Linked DNA regions of Mus musculus: region 2 is linked to region 1. A link is a contact called in public promoter capture Hi-C data. All regions are on one chromosome and are shown on one strand. The core of a region is the stretch at or near the end of the contact, and the rest is flanking DNA. Distances in the headings are between cores, read along the strand shown.

Region 1 (2,652 bases), core at 72-2,571:
TTGGATGGGATGGAACGCTCTAACTCTGTCTCTGCTTGCAGCGTTGCCTCACTCCCAGAGTTCCCCAGCCGTCAGCAGCACCTGCACTAAGGTGCTCTATTTCACCGACCGCTCGCTCACGCCCTTCATGGTCAATATTCCAAAGAGGTGAGACGTCCATGCCATTCCTTCACTGTAAAAGACAAACCGAACAGAAGCAGAGTCCTCAGTAACAGCCTGATGAGCAGCTGAAGGTGTTTGAAAGCCAGCTTGTATGGAAACCAGAGCCCAGGACTTAGAGATTCTGCCTCCTGCTTACCAGGGTTTTGTTTGTTTGTTTGGGTTTTTGTTGGTTTTTTGTTTGTTTGTATTTTGGTTTTGGTGGTGTTGTTGGAGACAAAGTATTACTATGTAGCCTTGGCTGGTTTTGAACTCTTTATGTAGACCAGGCTGGCCTCCCTCCAGCTAATAACTCCCTCCTGCCTTGCATCCTGAGTGCTGAGGTTAAAGTCATCCACCACCACACCCAGCAACCAGTGACATTATAGTGGACAAGCAGGAGGTATTGCTAGGCACAGGAATAAGCACTGTATGTTGTTTTGAGTTGTTTGTTTTGTTTTAGTGTTTTGAGACAGGGTCTCACTGTGTAGCTCTGGGTGGCCTGTGCTCACAGAGATCCACCTGCCCCTGCCTCCCAAGTGTTGAGATTAAGGCATGCACCACCATACCCAGGCCCACAGGAAAAATAATTGTGCTTCTTGTTCTGATAGCTATACAAGTTTGGAAAAACTTGTTCTTTTAAGTATTCAAAATAGCCCCTTCTGGTAGCCATGACCTCTAGCCTGAGCTCCTGGGCCCCACTCGTGGGTGTTTACTACTCAAGGGTGACGGCAAGTCATACCTGTAAGGATTTGTGTGGAGAATGTCCCAGAAGTTCATCTCAGTACAGAATAAAGATGCTGCGTGGGGCCAGGGATGGAGCTCACTGACAGCGTGCTTGCCTCGTATTGCTTAAGGCTCTGGTTTATAAATAAAATAAACCCTGGCCAACTACCAAGGGAGCTTCCTAGGGTTTCTCCTCTCTTAGAGTCTGCTTATTTGGACTAGATAAAAGTGAGGGTTTTTATTTTTGTTTTGTATTGTTTTCTTTGGGGGAGGGGTGTTGTTTTCCATGACAGGGTTTCTCTGTGTAGTCCTGGCTGTCCTGAAACTTATTCTGTAGTCCAGGATGCTTTTGAACTCAGAGATCTGCTCACTGCTGCCTCCATAGTGCTGGGGTTAGAGGCATGCGCCACCACAGGGCGTTTCTGTATTTTCCAAACACAGAGGAATGCTGAGAGGCACTTACATGTAGTCTGTCAGCTGGGGCCCTGAAACATGATGGTGAATTTGAAGTCTTCCTACGCTGTGTAGCAAAGCCAACGCAAGCTTGGCCTACAGAGTGAGACCCTGTCAAAACAAAACAAAACAAACAAACAAACAAACTGATGGATTTAATTTTATCAGCCTAAGAAAACTAGGCCACTATGTCAGGAGAAAAACTGAGAAAACTTAGTAATATTAGTAGTTATTTAATTTTATTTTGAATACTTTATTTTCTAGGTTAAAAACAGCAAAAGCAATGAATTTGAGTTCTTGGATCACCTGATGTGTAATGCCATGCTCATTCCTAGTGTTGACTGGTTGCCCAACTTTTATTTTATCTTGGTTATCAAGGGCCGTGACCTAGTATCAAAGCCATGCTATTTCTGCCTGTTGACTTTTGTTGGGACCTGGATTTTAAACTAACACACTACCTTCCCAGCCTATCAATTGACAAACTATTTTGGTACACTCTCCTCTATTACAGGTTGGGGGAGGTGACACTGAAGGATTTTAAAGCAGCTATTGATCGGGAAGGGAATCACCGATACCACTTCAAAGCACTGGATCCCGAGTTTGGCACAGTCAAAGAAGAGGTACAGAATCCAGGAGCAAGCTGGGAGTGTTACTGGTCACTCCTGAATTAGCTCCCAGAAATACCTGAGTTCCCACCCTAGTCAGTGTTCCATTGCTGTGAAGAGACACCGTGACTGAGGCAACTCTTAGAAAAGAAAGCAGGTTCCGTCCATTATCATCATGTGGGAAGCATGACATGGTGTTGGCTGACATTGTGCAGGAGAAGGAGCTGAGAGTTCTACTGAGTGGTAGAACTGGAGTTCTGCTGTTCTGGCAGGAGACAGACAGACAGACAGACAGACAGACAGACAGACAGACACTGGGCTTGGCTTGGGCCTTTGAAACCTCAAAGCCCATCCCCAAAGGCAAACTTTCCCCAACAAGACCACCTTTGCTAATCTCTCCCAAGTAGTGCCAAGTAGACCCCCTGATGTCTAAGCATTCCAACATAAGAGTTTATGGGGAACACTTCTTATTAAAATCACCATTCTACTCCCTGACCCCCATAGGTTTGTAACCATGTCATAATGCAAAAATGCATTCAGTCCAACTTCAAAAGTCCACAGTCTGTCACGGACTCAACACTTTAAAAGTAAAGTCCAAAGTTCAATATCTTTTTGGAGATTCAAGGTGCTCTCTTAACTATAACCCCCTGTAAAATCAGAATCAAGAAGCAGTTCACATGTATAACAGACAATGGCGCAGGTTATACATTTCCCTTCCAAAAGAGAGGGA
Region 2 (2,652 bases), core at 81-2,580, 130 kb before region 1:
ATAGATGTGTACCATTGGGCTTGGACTATTTCACTTTATTCCCATCATCTCCTCTACCATAGAGGATGCACAATTGTCCTCTAAAGGATACAGTGATGCGGTGCCAGTGCACCAGCAGGCTTGAACATACGAGAGCTTTCATACTGGACTCCCAGCCTCCAGAAGGAGAAGTGAGTCTATGCTCTTCATTACCTCGTCTCAAGTATTCTGTTACGATGGCACCTACAAACTCAAATGGCTATTTGCAGTGCCTACTCCCAAACGCCACACCCACATGGGACAAACACGTTCTCTAATAGTGGTAGCTTAAGAGCACAGAGCTATAGGAAACAAAAAAAAAAAAAAATCATTGGAATTTTAACTGGGGCTTCAAGTTCTGCATTCAATATGTAGGCCAAATGATCAAAGCCAATAGATAAACTTACTTGGAGCTATGTAACCCCTTGAGAAGTTCAATTACTATTTTATACACATATAAGATACCATGTATTTCGTAAGAGGGAATAACTCATGGCCAGGGTTAGGGATAAGTTGAGTGGTAGGGTATTTGCCTAGCATTCATGAAGCCCTGGGTTTAGTCTTCGTAGAACCAGATACACACACCATAATTACATATATATTTAATAAAAATCAACAGCTTAATTTTGTGTGTGTGTGTGTGTGTGTGTGTGTGTGTGTATTTTATGTGTATGTATGTGCAGGTGCTTATAAAAGCCAAAGAAGGCATCAGATGCCTGGAGCAGTGGTTCTCAACCTGGGAGCCGAATGATGCTTTCATGGGGGTCATAACAGGTATCCTGCATTTCAGAGACTAACATTACAATTCATAATATTAGCAAAAATTCCAGTTATGAAGTAGCAAGGAAAATAATTTTATACCACATGCATAATACACAACATGTATTAAAGGGTCAGAGCATTAGGAAGGTTGAGATTGCCCACCCTAGAACTGAAGGTACACGTAGTTATAACCTGCCTGACTTGGTACCAGGAAACCAAACTTAGTTGCCTCTATGAGGGCAGCAGACACTCTTAGCCACTGAGCCATCTTTCCAGCCTCGCCAGCTCCACTCCCCCAACCTTGGCTACAGATTAGATCAGAGACCCAGGTCCTGCTCAGAACTCAAAGGACACAGAAAGAAGCAAAATGGCTGAAACAAATCTCATTCTCACTAGTTTTTATTCTGTAATTCAAAATCCTTAAGCCTAAGTGGTAAGAACTAGCTCCCTCCCTGCACATGAGCTGTTTTCCTCTCTGCTTTTCCCCCTGTATGATTGCTTCAATCAGGCAGTGAATGACACGTGTGGGCTTTAATCAGTGTGTGTTGTGACATCCGTCTTGCGCCACAGCAATTCCCTGCAATCAGCATTGCTTAAAAAGGTAATCAGGAGGCAGAGAACACTCAAAAACCTAACGCTTTGTGGCTTGCACAGCAAAAATAAGGTCAGAGACTAAAATCATAATGCCAGCAACACTTGGAGGAATGGGAGGGCTCACTGAGGAAGGGCCCGCTTCAATTGTGGGCCACCTCTGGGGAAAGTTCACTCCTGCTCACAGACAGCTAAACGGTAGGAATGGAAGTCTGTCTCCAGCAGGTCATTCAGGACATCTTTAATCTTGTCTTCCCCATGTCTCTAAGTTAAATAAACCCTCTGGAGAAATGTCTTCTCTGGGTTTCAATTAGTAGGAGCATTTTTTCTAAACTAAATCCTTTAGGACCCAGCTTTCTGAGAGGTGACTATCCACTCTCTCCCGCAATAAGAAGACAGGGCAACCTTTGACTCATTATATTTCTTAACAAAAGTCTAGAAATCTAGGCCTGTGGAGAAAAGAGACCAGCCAGAGAAGATGGGGGCCTTCCTTCTCTGTGCAGCCATGACGATGCTAAGCATCGGAGGAGGGAAGCTGCCTTCTCTCTGGTGCTTGCTCATACAGGTGCTGTCTTGGCAAGCACCCCCATTTTGAGCAACTGTCGCTACCATCGCTTACTATACCATACCTTCTATGTGATCTTCGTGTGTTCATTTATCAAGCTCTCAGCTAGTCTGTGCACATTTCCTAATAGGCTTACTTCCCTGAAGGATGGAGCAAGCACTGGGGAATAAGCCAAAACTGAAGAAAGGTCAACTGACCAAAACAAAACAAAACAAAAAACCCAAAATAAATAAATAAATAAATAAATAAATAAAATAACAAAAGACAAAAAAAAAACAAAAAAAAGGAAAAAAGGAACAAAAAATAAAATAAAAAGGTGACTTTTAATTCGGCTAGCGGGTGTCCCCCATATTCAATGGCTTGCATGCCCTAAGAGTGGCAGCTTTCATCTCAGGCTTTACCATGCTGATGCTCACAAGGCTAGGTCCAAGTTGACAGTGCAAGAAAATGCACCTCAGGTTGGCAAGCTGAGCATTTGGGGGGAGGGGACACAAGAGGACTCTGTAGCAGGCTGGCAGCAGGGTCTCCCTGTGTAGGCAAAGTGCCTCTGTTCCTTCCACTCAAATGAGCTAAGGGAGTCTTCAAAGAGGCTAAAAGAAGGAATCATGTTTATTAATCCATAGACTGAATGATGGGAAACCTGTTTTGCAAAGGCCTATAATTTTATACGACAGTGGGACCTAAATAATAGATCTTCTTACAAATGTCACACTAGC

Evidence for each region. Capture Hi-C pulls out chosen DNA fragments and counts their contacts.
Region 2: a contact with region 1 is called in a promoter capture Hi-C map of liver. The contact joins two enhancer-like sites. A contact is called at or near these places in 2 of 39 promoter capture datasets (the SN4741 cell line and cranial neural crest), 1 of 15 datasets of contacts at CTCF or cohesin (embryonic stem cells), 12 of 484 Hi-C or Micro-C datasets (the HL-1 cell line, embryonic stem cells and liver), 5 of 115 datasets of contacts at active chromatin or transcription factors (bone marrow-derived macrophages and embryonic stem cells) and 1 of 9 other capture datasets (liver).

Annotation. Positions count from the first base shown.
Region 1 is chr9:50,666,945-50,669,596 of GRCm38.p6, reverse strand. Dixdc1 (DIX domain containing 1) reads left to right here. Exons shown (of 20, transcript NM_001374656.1): 18 at 42-147; 19 at 1,829-1,937. Among named protein-coding and RNA genes, the nearest start is that of Dlat, 8.5 kb to the right of the region's middle. Within about 2 kb of position 1,321, at least 6 of the 459 cell types and tissues checked have an H3K27ac peak or open chromatin away from gene starts, as enhancers often do. A contact at or near this core is called in liver, where this site is marked.
Region 2 is chr9:50,797,264-50,799,915 of GRCm38.p6, reverse strand. All of the region lies in intron 8 of Alg9 (asparagine-linked glycosylation 9 (alpha 1,2 mannosyltransferase)), which reads right to left. Among named protein-coding and RNA genes, the nearest start is that of Gm38476, 23 kb to the right of the region's middle. Within about 2 kb of position 1,330, at least 16 of the 459 cell types and tissues checked have an H3K27ac peak or open chromatin away from gene starts, as enhancers often do. A contact at or near this core is called in liver, where this site is marked.